3 separate regions of the Sus scrofa genome follow, and regions 2 and 3 are each linked to region 1. A link is a contact called in public Hi-C and promoter capture Hi-C data. All regions are on one chromosome and are shown on one strand. The core of a region is the stretch at or near the end of the contact, and the rest is flanking DNA. Distances in the headings are between cores, read along the strand shown. Region 1 holds the start of C3H7orf50. Region 2 holds the start of LOC100522861 (cytochrome c oxidase assembly protein COX19). Region 3 overlaps C3H7orf50.

Region 1 (4,032 bases), core at 931-3,430:
TCTGTTTTCAGGTTCTCAAGTCTTTCAGCTGTTCCTTGCAGAACTGATTGGCCCGAGTGAAAAATGACTATAACTGTAAGGCTTACTTCTCTGGGCTTCCTTCTTTTCCTCCTGTTTGTTGGTTCCATAATATTTCACTGTAAAATGAGCCCTCTGATGTCTTGACATAGCTCGTTTTTTTGTTCTCTGTATTTGTTATGCATATTTGACTATGTTTAAAGCTGCTCTCTATGAGAGGCTGATCTGAAGCGCCTGGAGCAAACTTGGGTTCACGGCTTTGTGCAGTGAAAACAATCTGTTGAAAGCAGATTGGGTTAAACCAAAGTGCGGTGTTTTCTGTGGGCACCAAGCAAGACGTCCAGGTAGCTAGTGTTCAAAAGACCCAAACTCCTTGAAGGCTTTAGGGGAAAGGTCTTTCAGAACACGGGTGAGTGAGGGGGTTTGGGGTGTGTGTGAGGTCATTGGGATGCAACATCATCAACCTTCTGGTTCCACCTGGTTTGGGGTCTGCACACTTGCAGGCAGTATGAGATTCATTTCTTCCACCTGGCGTGGGTTTCAGTCTCTGCAAAACAGCTCAAAGAACATGGGTCAGAATATTACCTACAGCCCTGGAGGAGGAACTAAAGTTCCTTGATTTTTGTTTTAGGGCTAAGCTATTTTGTCTTGCCTGACTATCTTCATTTATTTTTGCATTTTTCTCACTTAACTGATTAAATTTTTTGGAACTGGAAGTTCCGGTTGTGGCTCAGCAGTAGCAAACCGGACTAGTATCCCTGAGGACTCATCTTTGATCCTTGGCCTCATTTAGTGGGTTAAAGATCCCACGTTGCTGTGAGCTTTGGTGCAGGTCTCAGATGCGGGTTAGTTCTGGCGTTGCTGTGGCTGTGGTGTAGCTGGCCAGCTCTGATTCGACCCTTCGCTCGGGAATTCCACATGCCTCAGATGTGGCCCTAAAACAAACAAAAACAAACCTTTTTGGACCTAGAAGGCCAAGGAGGCTCAAGTTTTCTATATGGACAAGAGGCAGGTGGAGGCCATTGGGTAGGGGCGTTGTGGGGTGGGAGTCTGTTGCATTCCAGGAAGCTGCCATAGAGTCCTGCTCAGTTGCATGGCAAATTACCAGAGCTAAAAATAAAAGCAAAAATTAAAAAAACTACATCAACGCTTCTGTATATTTAAGCTTCTGGATGAACTTTTTTTCCCTAGATGGTCGTGAAGTCCTCCAGAGCAGCTGGAAAACGGAATGGCTTTTCCTGGAGTCCGTAGCGTTGGACGTGCTTGCACACATGGTTCAGAAACTCTACCCCCAAGTGTGTGCCTTATAGACTCTCACGTGTGTGAACACAGGACCAGCAGGGGCTCTGGTATAATGCGGCCAGATTAGAAACTGGCTGGCCTTAGAGAGTGGAACTAAAGAACCCTGCCTGGCTTTCCTATCTCCCATATCGAGAACCTTCCCTTGATAGCATAACCCCGTCCACCTGTCTCCTCCACGTGGTCTGCAGCTTAAATGTCCCCACAGGCCAAGTCTCTTTCTTCCCTTTCTCAGTGTTGGGACTATGAAGAAATCAACAACGGTGTAACCCCTCAGTTTCACTGGCAGTGGGTTGCCTCAGACCTCAGATACCCCGCGAGGTCAGGCCCACCTCCGCCTTCAACCCTCACCCCAGGTGACCTCACCTGGACTTAACAGGTGTCTGCATGCACCTCCGATGCATTGGGAACCCTGGCGCACAGGTGTAATGCGGAGATTGCACAATCTTGCTCCCACTTTTAAGTGAAAGCAGTTAAAAATCTACCTCTGGAGTTTCCCTCCTGGCTCAGCGGTGACAGTCCCCACTAGTATCCATGGGGAACGCAGGTTTAGGCCTCACTCTGTGGGTTTAAGGATCCTGCGTTGCCCTGAGCTATGGCATGGCTGTGGTGTAGGCCGGCAGCTACAGCTCGGATTCGACCCCTAGACCAGGAACTTCAAATATCCATGGCTAGCGGCCCTAAAAAGACGGGGGGGGGGAAATCTATGTACATTTTTATCTTGTTCAACATGAACCCCGGTGGAGCAACGGGCCTGCGCAGCTTCGAACTGGGAGGTCCCGCACGTGGAGGGTTGCCTGGCAACCGCAGGCTCCGGGCACCAGCGGCGCCCAGCAATGACGCCACCGGCGCGTCTGGTCGCGTCCCGGCCCTGGCGGCTACCGCTCGCCATTGGCCAGCGGGGAGACGGAGGCGGGCCTCAGCCAATGGGGGGGGGGTGCAGCTCCGGAGGGCGGGTCCCCGTTACCTGGGCGCCGCGTCTGCCGGAAGCCGGCGCTGGAGGCCACGCGCAGGTAGGCGAGGGGGGCGGTCTGGGGCCCGCCCCACGTGGGTGCGAGGTCTCCGGGGCTGGCGGGTGCGCAAGGAGGGCTGGGCGCTTCCCCGGTCGGCAACCTGGGGGGAGCGCGGGATCCCGAGCGCCGGCCGCTCCGGGCCTTCCCCACTGCTCGGGGGTGCCTCCCGGTTGTCCGCAGTGTTGGAGCTGAAGCAGCCCCGGCCCAGCGAGCCAGGCTTGGGGGTGGTTGGGGTGCGGTTGATTTTGCTTAGCCCCGCAGGCGGCGCCGGGCCGAGGAGGGGAAGGGAGGGAAGCTCTGGAGGAGGGTCCCAGCAGAGGGGGGGGCCTAACCCGATTTAGGTATTTCACTAGTCCTTCCGGACGCCGAGTCGCACGTGGGATGGAGGGGCCGGGGCGGAGGCCGCAGACGAGTTGGAGGCTTTTGAATAATCCAGGGGAGCGGGGCGGCTGGACCAGGATCCTCAGGGTAGAGGCCGTGAGGGGCCACTTCTGGAGGTGCTCTGGATGCGCCAACGGGGTTTACCGTGGCGTGGAAGGCTGTGCAAGACGGGAGTTGTGGGTGACACCAGGGTGTTAGCTGGAGCTGAAAGCGGGATTCCACCACGTGACCATTCTTGGGGGGGAACAGACCGTGCAGGAAGGTCAGGTGTGCAGAGGACGGTGGGGTGTGGATTGGACCCCTCCGTTGAGAGGGTGTGTGTGGGTGATACACACCTGAGCAGAGAAACCTTTAGCCCAAGGGTGGTGTTTCCAGCCACAGGGCCTGAAGAGAGGGAGGGGCTGAGCCTCCGCCCCTTCGGAGTCGGGGCGCAGGGTGCAAAGGGGTCGGAGAGTGGAGGGTGCCTGGGAAGCTGAGAGGAAAGAGCAGGGGAGATGGGAGGGACCAGTCGTGTCCGTTAGATCCACTCGGTGACTCAGAGATAAACAGGACCGGCTGTACTTGGTTTTGCTGTACTTGGTTTCAGGCGGTGAGGTGGGATTTTTGTCAGTGACCACAAACAGGGCAAGGCTGACCTGAGGCCATAGGGAGGTGGCGGCTGTGCTCAGGGAGTCGGGGTGGAAAATGACCAGAAGCATGACCGGGGCTGGTCTGTGGGAAACCCCCCTGGGCTTGCTGGCTGGTGTTCAGGAAAATGGGGCTCCTCCTTGACCCCAGAGGCTGAGGGAGCAGGCCCGTCTGCAGGTGTTGGCCGGATCCTTTGGCAGCCTGGATTTTTCTCAGGTGCTTTTCAGGGGACCTAGAGTCGCTGTTAAGATGTGGCCTCGAGCTGCTGGAAACTGCTTTTTTGTTCAAGTCTTTTCAGGCCCAGGTGGAGGCCTAGAGAAGGGCTCAGGGAGCCTGGCTGGGCTCTGGTCAGGAGCGTGTTAGCGCCTGGCTGTCATTGGTGGTTCTGGTCACATTGGGTGGGAGGGTGGCTGGAACGGAGTTCGAGAAGGCACCAGCGGACTGTGCTTGAGGGTGGAGGATTTCCTACTCTGACACAACGGATCTGCAGCATCTGCAGCACCAGGTTGCAGGTTCAACCCCCAGCCTGGCACAGGGGGTTAAAGGATCCGGCATTCCCGCAGCTGCAGCGTAGGTCGCAGCTGTGACTCAGGTCTGATCCTTGGCCCGGCAGCTCCATGTGCCTCAGGGCAGCCAGCAGAGAAGAAAATAAATAAAAGGAAGAGGGCGGAGAGCCTGTGGAAAGGGTTTTGGA
Region 2 (4,032 bases), core at 978-3,477, 110 kb after region 1:
TATCTGAGATGAGGATGATAACACCTGCCTAGCTGTGTTCATTCTTCAAAAAAATGTTTGAGCACCTACTGTGTGCCAGACACTCTTGTGGGCCCCCAGGGCTGCCTGTGAAGCACCCCAGCAAATGAGAGGTGTTTCACGTGCCAGGCACAGGCGTGTCCCTTAAAAGCTGGCTGCTGCCTCCAGGTCCCTGGGCCTCTGAGGCTTTACCGATCCCTCAGGGCTGCCAGATGGAGAGGCCGCGAGGGCAGGCCTGGTGGGGAGGGGAGGGCTGTCCCTTTGACTGCTAAGCGGTGTGATCCCATCAAGTGGAAGAGAACCATTTGCTGGGTAATGAAAGCTTCTATTGTTCGCAGCTCTGGAAACGCATTAATGAATAACTCAGTGCTCGGTCCCTGAGTCCAGCGGTGTAGACGCTTGGTTACATGACAGGAACAGGTACAGTCATCCTTTGTAGTTTTAAGTGGCCCAGAGGCCCAGAGGATCAAGGCCCGGACAAGAGGATCGGGCTTTCCCAGCAGCCCCAGGCTCGCCCGCGGACACCCACCCGCCCAAGGCCCGCCAGCTCGGACACACGGGGCACCCAGCGGACTTCGGTCAGGAGGCCCTGCAAGTGGGTGCAGGGCGGGGCTGGAACGCGTCTGGGGGCGGGGCCAGGCCCGGGGGCGGGGGGGGGCGAGGTTATGGAGACCGGCTGGCGGGGGGCCTCTCCGCAAGACCCTGACTTTCGAGGAGCATTGGTGCTGGTCACGTGAGAGCCCCGGGGTAACGCAGCTCGTCCAGAGGAAACAGCAGGTGACTCTGTGATGCTGAGGACCCCACGTGCTGGTCACGTCCCGGGCCTGGCTCACCGCTGGGCTGGCGCCAGTGATTCAGTGGTGGCATGGGGGTGGCGCAGGTACAGGCCAGGGTACAGGGCTGGGAGGAGCTCCGCTGGGCAGAGCGGGGGTCTCCACGGAGCCCCTTTACTCGTTACTGCTGCCATTATGGCAAAAATAAATAAGTGTCAGGGGTTACCTATTTATGACGCGTTTTCACTTTTTTTTATCGGTTGAACTGTGTCTCCCCAAATTCATATGTTGAAGTCCTAACTCCGACTACCTTAGAATGTGACCTTTTTGGGACCGGGGTCATCTCAGGTGTAATTAGTTAAGATGAGGTCATCCAACAGGATGGAGGAGAATGTGAGAAGGAGAATGTGTATATAGGAGTTCCCGTCGTGGCGCAGTGGTCAGCGAATCCGACTAGGAACCATGAGGTGGCGGGTTCGATCCCTGGCCTTGCTCAGTGGGTTAAGGATCCGGCGTTGCCGTGAGCTGTGGTGTAGGTCACAGACACGGCTCGGATCCCACGTTGCTGTGACTCTGGCGTAGGCTGGCGGCTACAGCTCCGATCTGACTCCTAGCCTGGGAACCTCCATATGCCGCGGGAGCAGCCCAAGAAATGGCAAAAAGACAAAAAAGAAACCAAAAAAAAAAAAAAAAAAAAGAATGTGTATATATATCTGGGTCAATTTACTGTACAGCAGAAATTGACAGAACATTGTAAATCAACTCTAATAAACACTTTAAAAATAATAGATAAAAATATATTACATACAGGGAAAAAAAAAAAAAAAAAACGGGCCCTGAACTAGAAAAAAACAAAAAAGCAAAATAAAAGGGGGAAATTTGGACATAGACCCACGGGGAGAATGCCATGGGATGAGGCAGAGATGGGTGATGCATCTACAAGCCAAGGAGCGCCAGGAGGTGCCAACGAGGATGGTCAGGACACACCTTCATCTCTGACATCTGGACCTCAAAGCTGAGAAATCCTGTTGTTCTAAGCCTCCCAGACTGTGTTCTTTGTGACGGCAGCTCCAGGAAGCTAATACTCCTTCCTTCTCATCAGATAAGTGCCAGGATTAGGCCCCGGCGCCCCGGAGAGGCCCCGGCAGACACAGCCTGCCAGGACAGTGCAAGTCTGCTGTGTGTCTTTGGGCAACTTGCTGCACCTCTCTGAACTTCCGTCTCCTCACCATAAAGTGATGGCCGGAACCCCCCCTCTCCCGCCCCCACTGGGTTGCGGCGAGGGTTAGAGGCGACCAGCTTGGAAACGGCCCTTTCAGAGCCTGGGGAAGGTGCCTGGGCTCAAGGGGCGGGGCCTGGCGGCGAGGGCGGGCCCTGCATGGCGAGGGGCGGGGCCTAGGCGACGCAGGGCCTCTAGCCGCTCGACGTGCTCGGCGCTCCTGCGGGGCCTGCTCGGCGCTCGGCCGGCCGCCCTCCGTAGGGCGTGCGTCGCGCTGGGAGACTCTAGGCGCTGCCATCATGTCGACGGCCATGAACTTTGGGTCCAAGAGCTTCCAGCCGCGGCCCCCGGACAAGGGCAGCTTCCCGCTGGATCACTTTGGTGAGCGCCGGCTGTCGGGGCTCCCAGGCCGGACCCGCGCGGCCCTGGACCGGCCCGGTGGAGCCGCGCGGCCGGGGCGGCGCTGGCGTCGGGGCCGCGGACGCTCGGCTCGGCTCCGCCGGGTCCCGGCTGCGCCCTCCGGCCGGGGAAGGGGGCGCGGAGTCCCGGCCTCCGGTGCTCTGGGGCCGACGTTGCGTCAGTAAAATGTTTTAAGCGTGTGAAGCTCGCAGGGCGTTAAACTGTCTTGTGCAGAACTGAAAAACCGTCCCGGTCGCCGCACGTTTGGGCCGGCATTGCGGAGTTTTGACTCACCCTGGGGGAAAGCCTCCGTGGAAACTTAAGGCTTCGAAAATTGGCTTATCGGTGGCTTTTTGTTGGCCACCGTTTTACAGTGAACTAGTCTAAACACACGGCAAAGTCGAAAGAATCCTGCGGGGAGCTCCCCAGCGTCCGCTCCCCGCGTGCTCGCTCCCATTTTCCTGTCCTTGATTCTCCACGGGGCACCTTCTCCGTGGTCGCTTTCAGCGTATTTCTGGAGGCAGCCAGTTTTGTTCTGTTCTGTTTTGTTTTGTTTTGTTTTGTGTGGCCGCGCCCGCGGCACGTGACCCACGCCACAGCAGCGACCGGGAACCGGTGCAGCGACAACGCCACCACCTGGGAACTCCGTGAAGGCAACCGCTGGGCGAGCAGGTCATGTTTTCACTTTAAACCCAAAACATTTTTCCTTTTTTTTCTCTAGGTGAATGTAAAAGCTTTAAGGAGAAGTTCATGAAGTGTCTCCGTGACAATAACTTTGAAAATGCTTTGTGCAGAAATGAATCAAAAGAATATTTAGAATGCAGGATGGAGAGGCAAGTACATGCGAGCAATTACTGGTAACTTCTCTCCCTGAGCAATTGTTTGTAACTTCTCCCCCTTCCCAGGTCTCCTGCCCCGACGTTTCGCCCTGGAGGTGCTTGGGGTGGGCCTCACTCGAGCCTTGATTGGCTTGTGTTTCAGACCTGTAGAGCTGCTGGCCTCTGAAACTGAGGCTTGTCAGATTAAAGCTACTCAGAGTTGTTTAGCAATCGTGGGAACCTTTTCTCCAGGGATAGCTTTGGGCGTGATTGCATTCCTCAGAGTATTTCCTTCCAAATTTGGGCGCTGCTGACATGCCACCCAGGGCTCAGAATCATACATCGTAAAAGTGCTGACTGAGTCAGAAGATTTAAGGTTGTGGGTGCACTGCTTGTTGCTTTCACATTCTCAGACTCTGAAAATATGTGTTCTGCTGTTTCGTTCCACGCAGGCTCAGAGCTGTTAGCAGGATGACAGGGAGGACAGTGGCCGTGTAAGAAATGAGGAAAGATGAATGCGTCCTCCTGTCTTAACCAGAATTCACCAGAGCACAGCTTTAAGCAAAAAAAGAGAAAAAAATGTGACGAACTGATCCGTGGAGATTTTACTTAAAATGAGAATGATCGTAAACCTTAATGGGAAAAGCATGTAATCTATAACTACGTTTCTGGGGTGGGAATTCTTTTTTTTTTTTTTTTTTTTTGTCTTTTTTCTATGGCCGCACTCACGGCATATGGAGGTTCCCAGGCTAGGGGGTCTAATCGGAGCTGTAGCCACCGCCCTGCACAACAGCCACGTGGGATC
Region 3 (4,032 bases), core at 841-3,340, 75 kb after region 1:
GGGCGCTCTGGGTCTCTCTGATGAGGGCACTGACTCCCAAGCCCCCCCAGCCCATGATCTGATCACCTCCCAGAGGCCCCCCCCCCCTCCTAACACCATCACCCGGGGGTTGAGGGGTTGGGAGGACTGCAGTGTATGAGGTCTGGGGGCCTCGAGCCGTGTCTGTGGGGGCATTTTGCCTGCTGTGTCCCCCACACTGAGCTCGGCGCTTCGTGTGAAGATGCCGCTTAACAAGCACGTGGAGTTCACCCCATCGGCCGCAGACCGTCTTCCTGACCGGGGCGCTGAGCCCGGCTGCCTGGGGTCCCTCAGGGCGGACCCTGTGCTGCTGCCAGGGTCACACGGTGGGCAGGTCTCTCGACCACACTGTTCCACTCCACCAGCTGGACCTTGTGGGCAAAAGTCCCCAGGGGGGTGGACTCGGTGCCCTTTCTCTTGGGGTCCCTACAGTGAGCCCGGGGGTGCAGCTAGCAGCCCTGTGCCTGATGCTCTCAGACCTGGGCTGGCAGCCCCTGCTGGGGGTCTTCTCCACCTGCCCAGCCCCCAGGCCTCTGTGAGGCCTTGCGGGGACAGCAGGTACCTTGCAGGCGGGTCCTTGGGCAGACAGGGGCCTGGGAAGGAGCTGGGTGGTGAGCAGGCAGACCTGACCCAGTGCACACACTCGCTGCGCCTCCGTCTCTTCATCTGCAAAGTGCAGATAACAGGGTGGCTGGGAGCGGGAGATGAGATAGCGTCGGGCAGGAAGCTCCCCCTGGGGTGCAGTCCTCACTGCGGTGTTGGCGCCAGCACCGCTGCCCCTCCCCCACCGGCCCCAGGCCAGCTCTCCCCCGGCTGGGCTCTCTGTCTCCCAGGCTGCCCATTAAAGTCACCAGGACGAGATAATGGCCTGAAGAAACTCGATCGGGGGCTCGTGGGCGGAGGAAATACACTGTGACTCAGAAGACCCCAAACGGTGTCCCTTCCGAGAAACTGGCAAAATCCCGAAAACTGTTAACACCTCCAAGGCCTGGTTCCCTTATCTGTAAGGCCAGAGCGCTGACGCCCGCGTGCTAGGGGTTAAACAGCATCGCAGAGGCGAGACCGCCCAGCACAGAGTCCCGGCCCTGCCCCCCCCCCCTGCCCTCCACTTTCCTCCGGCTCTGGGAGGCCTCTGCAGTCCCTCTGCAGGTGGTTCCTGCCCCCACCCCACCCCACCCCCCACTATTGAGCAAGCAAGCAAGCGTGGGTGTGTGGATTGGCCTGTGGGTGGTGGGGAGGTGGCCAGAGGAAAAACACAAAAAAGATGCAGGCTTGGCTCTGGGGCTTCGCAGATCCTTATCGGGCTGTGAAGCTGGGACACCCACACCCAAAGCGGGAGGGGAACACCCGGCGGCGGCAGCCAGAGGACGGCCAGTCCTCATGCTGAGAATACAGAGCACCCCCCCACCCGGAACCCCCCCCCCTCCTGCAGAGCCTGCTGTGGGCCTTGGGCCCGTGGCACCGGCTCGGGGCTTCTGGGGTGTTTTCTTTGCACTGTCACAGCTGATCAGCGGTCTTGTCTTAGGGGAAGGGGCACAAGCGCCGGAAGAGCATTTAATAAAGCAAGCTGCGCCACTCGCCCACTGAAGTGACCGCGATGGAGCCCACAGGCGGCGGGTCCCGGCTTTGATCAGAGAACTCGGGGGTGTTCTGGGAGGGAGGCAGAGAAGGCTTCCCTGAAGATGAGGGGTAACTGGGGGTCTGCAGTGAGGACGAGTTGGAGACAGGGCTTGACCGCAGGCAGACCCCTGGACAAGGGCTCGGTCAGCCAGTAGGAGGCTGAGAAGCGGCCCTGAGCCTCCGTCCGGCGTCACTTGGCCCGGTGGGCGCTGCCAGCCCCGGCGCGTCACCCCTCGCCGCCCCGCCACCCCTCGCCGCCCCGCCACCCCTCGCCGCCCGCCACCCCTCGCCGCCCCGCCACCCCTCGCCGCCCCGCCACCCCTCGCCGCCCCGCCACCCCTCGCCCAGCAGCTCCCGCCTGGGTCTGGGGGTCCCGGCCCACGTGCTGGGCTGGCCCCGCCCAGCCGGGAGCCCCGCCCACACGCCCCGTCGTGCTTGCGTCACCGCCCAGCCGGCTGGATCTGGTTCCAGCCGAGCCGGGCCGGCCTGACATGCGCAGTGCGCGGGGGCTGCGGCGGGCCGGGCGTTGCCGCGGGCCGCGGGCACACCTGGCGGCCTGGGACGCGGAGGTCAGTGCGCTCGGGCCGGCGGGGTGGGTGGGGGTCGGGCCGGCGGGGCCGGCGGGGCCGGGCGGGGGGCGGGCGGCGCCCTGGAGACCCGCGACCCCGGGAGGCGGGGCCCGGCCCCTCTGGTCCCCACTTGGAGAAGACAGTGCAGAGCGCCCCGCTCCCCAGGCCCGGGGTCGTGCACCGAGGCCAGGCTGCGGTGGCCGGGGGCTCCGAGACACGACGCGCGGCCAGTCCCCGGGCGAGCTGACCCCCGGCGGACCAGGCCCGCTGCCCGCTCCCCGTAAACGGGAGGAGTGGCCCGGACCACGTCCCTGCCCCCTCCCCGGGTGAGGCCGTCATCCGCTTGCGACCCACATTCGGGACCTTTGCGGCCCCCGCCCCTCAGAGCTCGTTAAATGTCAGGGTTTGGGGGCCGAACCCACAAGGGCATTTACCGTTTTGCTTGTGAAATTACTTGGCTGTGAGTAACATCACTTGGCTTCGTGATTTGCTAAAATTGATCGTTACACCCAGGAATTCTCTCCAAGCGGGAAAAATTCAGCCCGTCGCTAGCTTCCTGGTGTGATGCAAATGAGTTTGGAAATTGCGTTTAACAACGAACGAAGGTGCCGGAATGGAGGTCGTTTATACCCCTTTAATGAAGCCTTTGAGTTTTGCAGTTTCTTCGTCTGGGAGCCAGTAACGCCTTGTGTTTTGTTTTTTTCCCTGAACGGCCTGCAGCCCGGTGCTTGCTGGGCTGCCACGTGGAAGTGGGTTAGGACCCGGCCCCAGCACCTCTGCTGCTTTGTGCCCAGGGGTGCAGTTTTGTCTCCTGATGGGGGGCGGGGGGGTGCCCAGAAGCCCCTGAGGACCAGGGCAGTGCAGGTGCTGCTCGGTGGGCGCAGGTGAAAGTGTAATTGAAAATCTTGTGCAAAAAATAGTTGGGTGTTTTGGGGTTTTGTGGGGGTTTTTGCTTTCAAGTTAGCAGCGTGGGATGCTGTGAGTGGGCTGCCCCAAGTACCTGTTCCTGGTGCCCCCAGGATCCACCTCAAGTGAGGGGGAGAAAGGTCTTTGTGGCTTTGTGGTTTGTGTTTTTAAACGTGAAGAATCTGATTTTCATTACAACGGAGGGGCCGTTGCTGTCACGTTCGCTGTCAGTTAAACGTTGGAAGGCGTTGGGAAGGAAGCCTAGTGTGTGTTGGGTGTTATTTCTAGACTCACGCTTCCTGTGCTCAGTATTCCACCCGGGCTCTGCCCGCGCTGCCTGTCAGCCCGCCAGAGCCGTGTTTCCACGTTAAAAGCTGCGTGCAGCCGGGCGCCTCTTGGTCCGGGTTCCAGGGGTGAAAGGAAGGCTGGTTCTCGGTGGGAGGAGGTGGGCGTGCCCCCCCCCCCCAAGGCCTTCTCCCAACTCAGGCCAGGGGGCCGGCGCTGCGGGTGTGCCCTGTGCCTCCCGGGACCTGGGACATTCTGAGCGAGGCTGTCGACCCCGCGGGGCGCGGGCCTGACACCCAGGCAGAGCTCTAGGGGTCCTGGTGTGCATGTCGCAGCTCCCGCGGAGGACAGCCACCTGGATGTGGGTGAAACCAGCCCAGAGGCTTAGCAGGATCCTGGGAGGGCTTGGCCGCAGGAGACCCCGGCGCCTCAGGCGGGTGGGGGGGGGCTGTGAAGGTCTGCAGGGGGCAGTAGGGAGCCTGCGGAGGGCTGGCCGCCCAGGCAGCCTCATCCAGCCTCGTCCTCTTCTCAGAAGGCCTTGAAGACTGGGTGTGAAGGAGCCAGGTTCCCCTTCAAGTGGGCAAACAAAAGCCACGCCTGTAAATGCTTGGCCCCCGGCTCCTGGGGGAGCAGC

The links. Promoter capture Hi-C pulls out the DNA fragments that hold promoters and counts their contacts. A called contact is a pair of places that touch in the nucleus more often than the background predicts.
Region 2: a contact with region 1 is called in a promoter capture Hi-C map of fetal liver, with 4 times the contacts expected there. The contact joins the promoter of LOC100522861 here to the promoter of C3H7orf50 in region 1. A contact is called at or near these places in 4 of 5 promoter capture datasets (fetal liver, liver and skeletal muscle), 25 of 47 Hi-C or Micro-C datasets (adipose tissue, alveolar macrophages, blood and 13 more) and 2 of 2 datasets of contacts at active chromatin or transcription factors (alveolar macrophages and skeletal muscle).
Region 3: a Hi-C map of skeletal muscle shows a contact between it and region 1, with 3 times the contacts expected there. The contact joins the enhancer-like site here to the promoter of C3H7orf50 in region 1. A contact is called at or near these places in 2 of 5 promoter capture datasets (liver and skeletal muscle), 3 of 47 Hi-C or Micro-C datasets (embryonic fibroblasts, mesenteric adipose tissue and skeletal muscle) and 1 of 2 datasets of contacts at active chromatin or transcription factors (skeletal muscle).

The regions. Positions count from the first base shown.
Region 1 is chr3:743,518-747,549 of Sscrofa11.1, reverse strand. C3H7orf50 reads left to right here and starts at 2,180. Exons shown (of 5, transcript XM_013987679.2): 1 at 2,180-2,330. It overlaps LOC102163231, which reads left to right. Exons shown (of 3, transcript XM_021085953.1): 3 at 1-858.
Region 2 is chr3:633,535-637,566 of Sscrofa11.1, reverse strand. LOC100522861 (cytochrome c oxidase assembly protein COX19) reads left to right here and starts at 2,227. Exons shown (of 3, transcript XM_021085943.1): 1 at 2,227-2,391; 2 at 3,131-3,266. The coding sequence starts at 2,310.
Region 3 is chr3:668,774-672,805 of Sscrofa11.1, reverse strand. The region is part of intron 2 of C3H7orf50; the gene reads left to right. Among named protein-coding and RNA genes, the nearest start is that of MIR339-1, 3.8 kb to the right of the region's middle. Within about 2 kb of position 2,090, at least 78 of the 83 cell types and tissues checked have an H3K27ac peak or open chromatin away from gene starts, as enhancers often do. A contact at or near this core is called in embryonic fibroblasts, liver, mesenteric adipose tissue and 1 more, where this site is marked.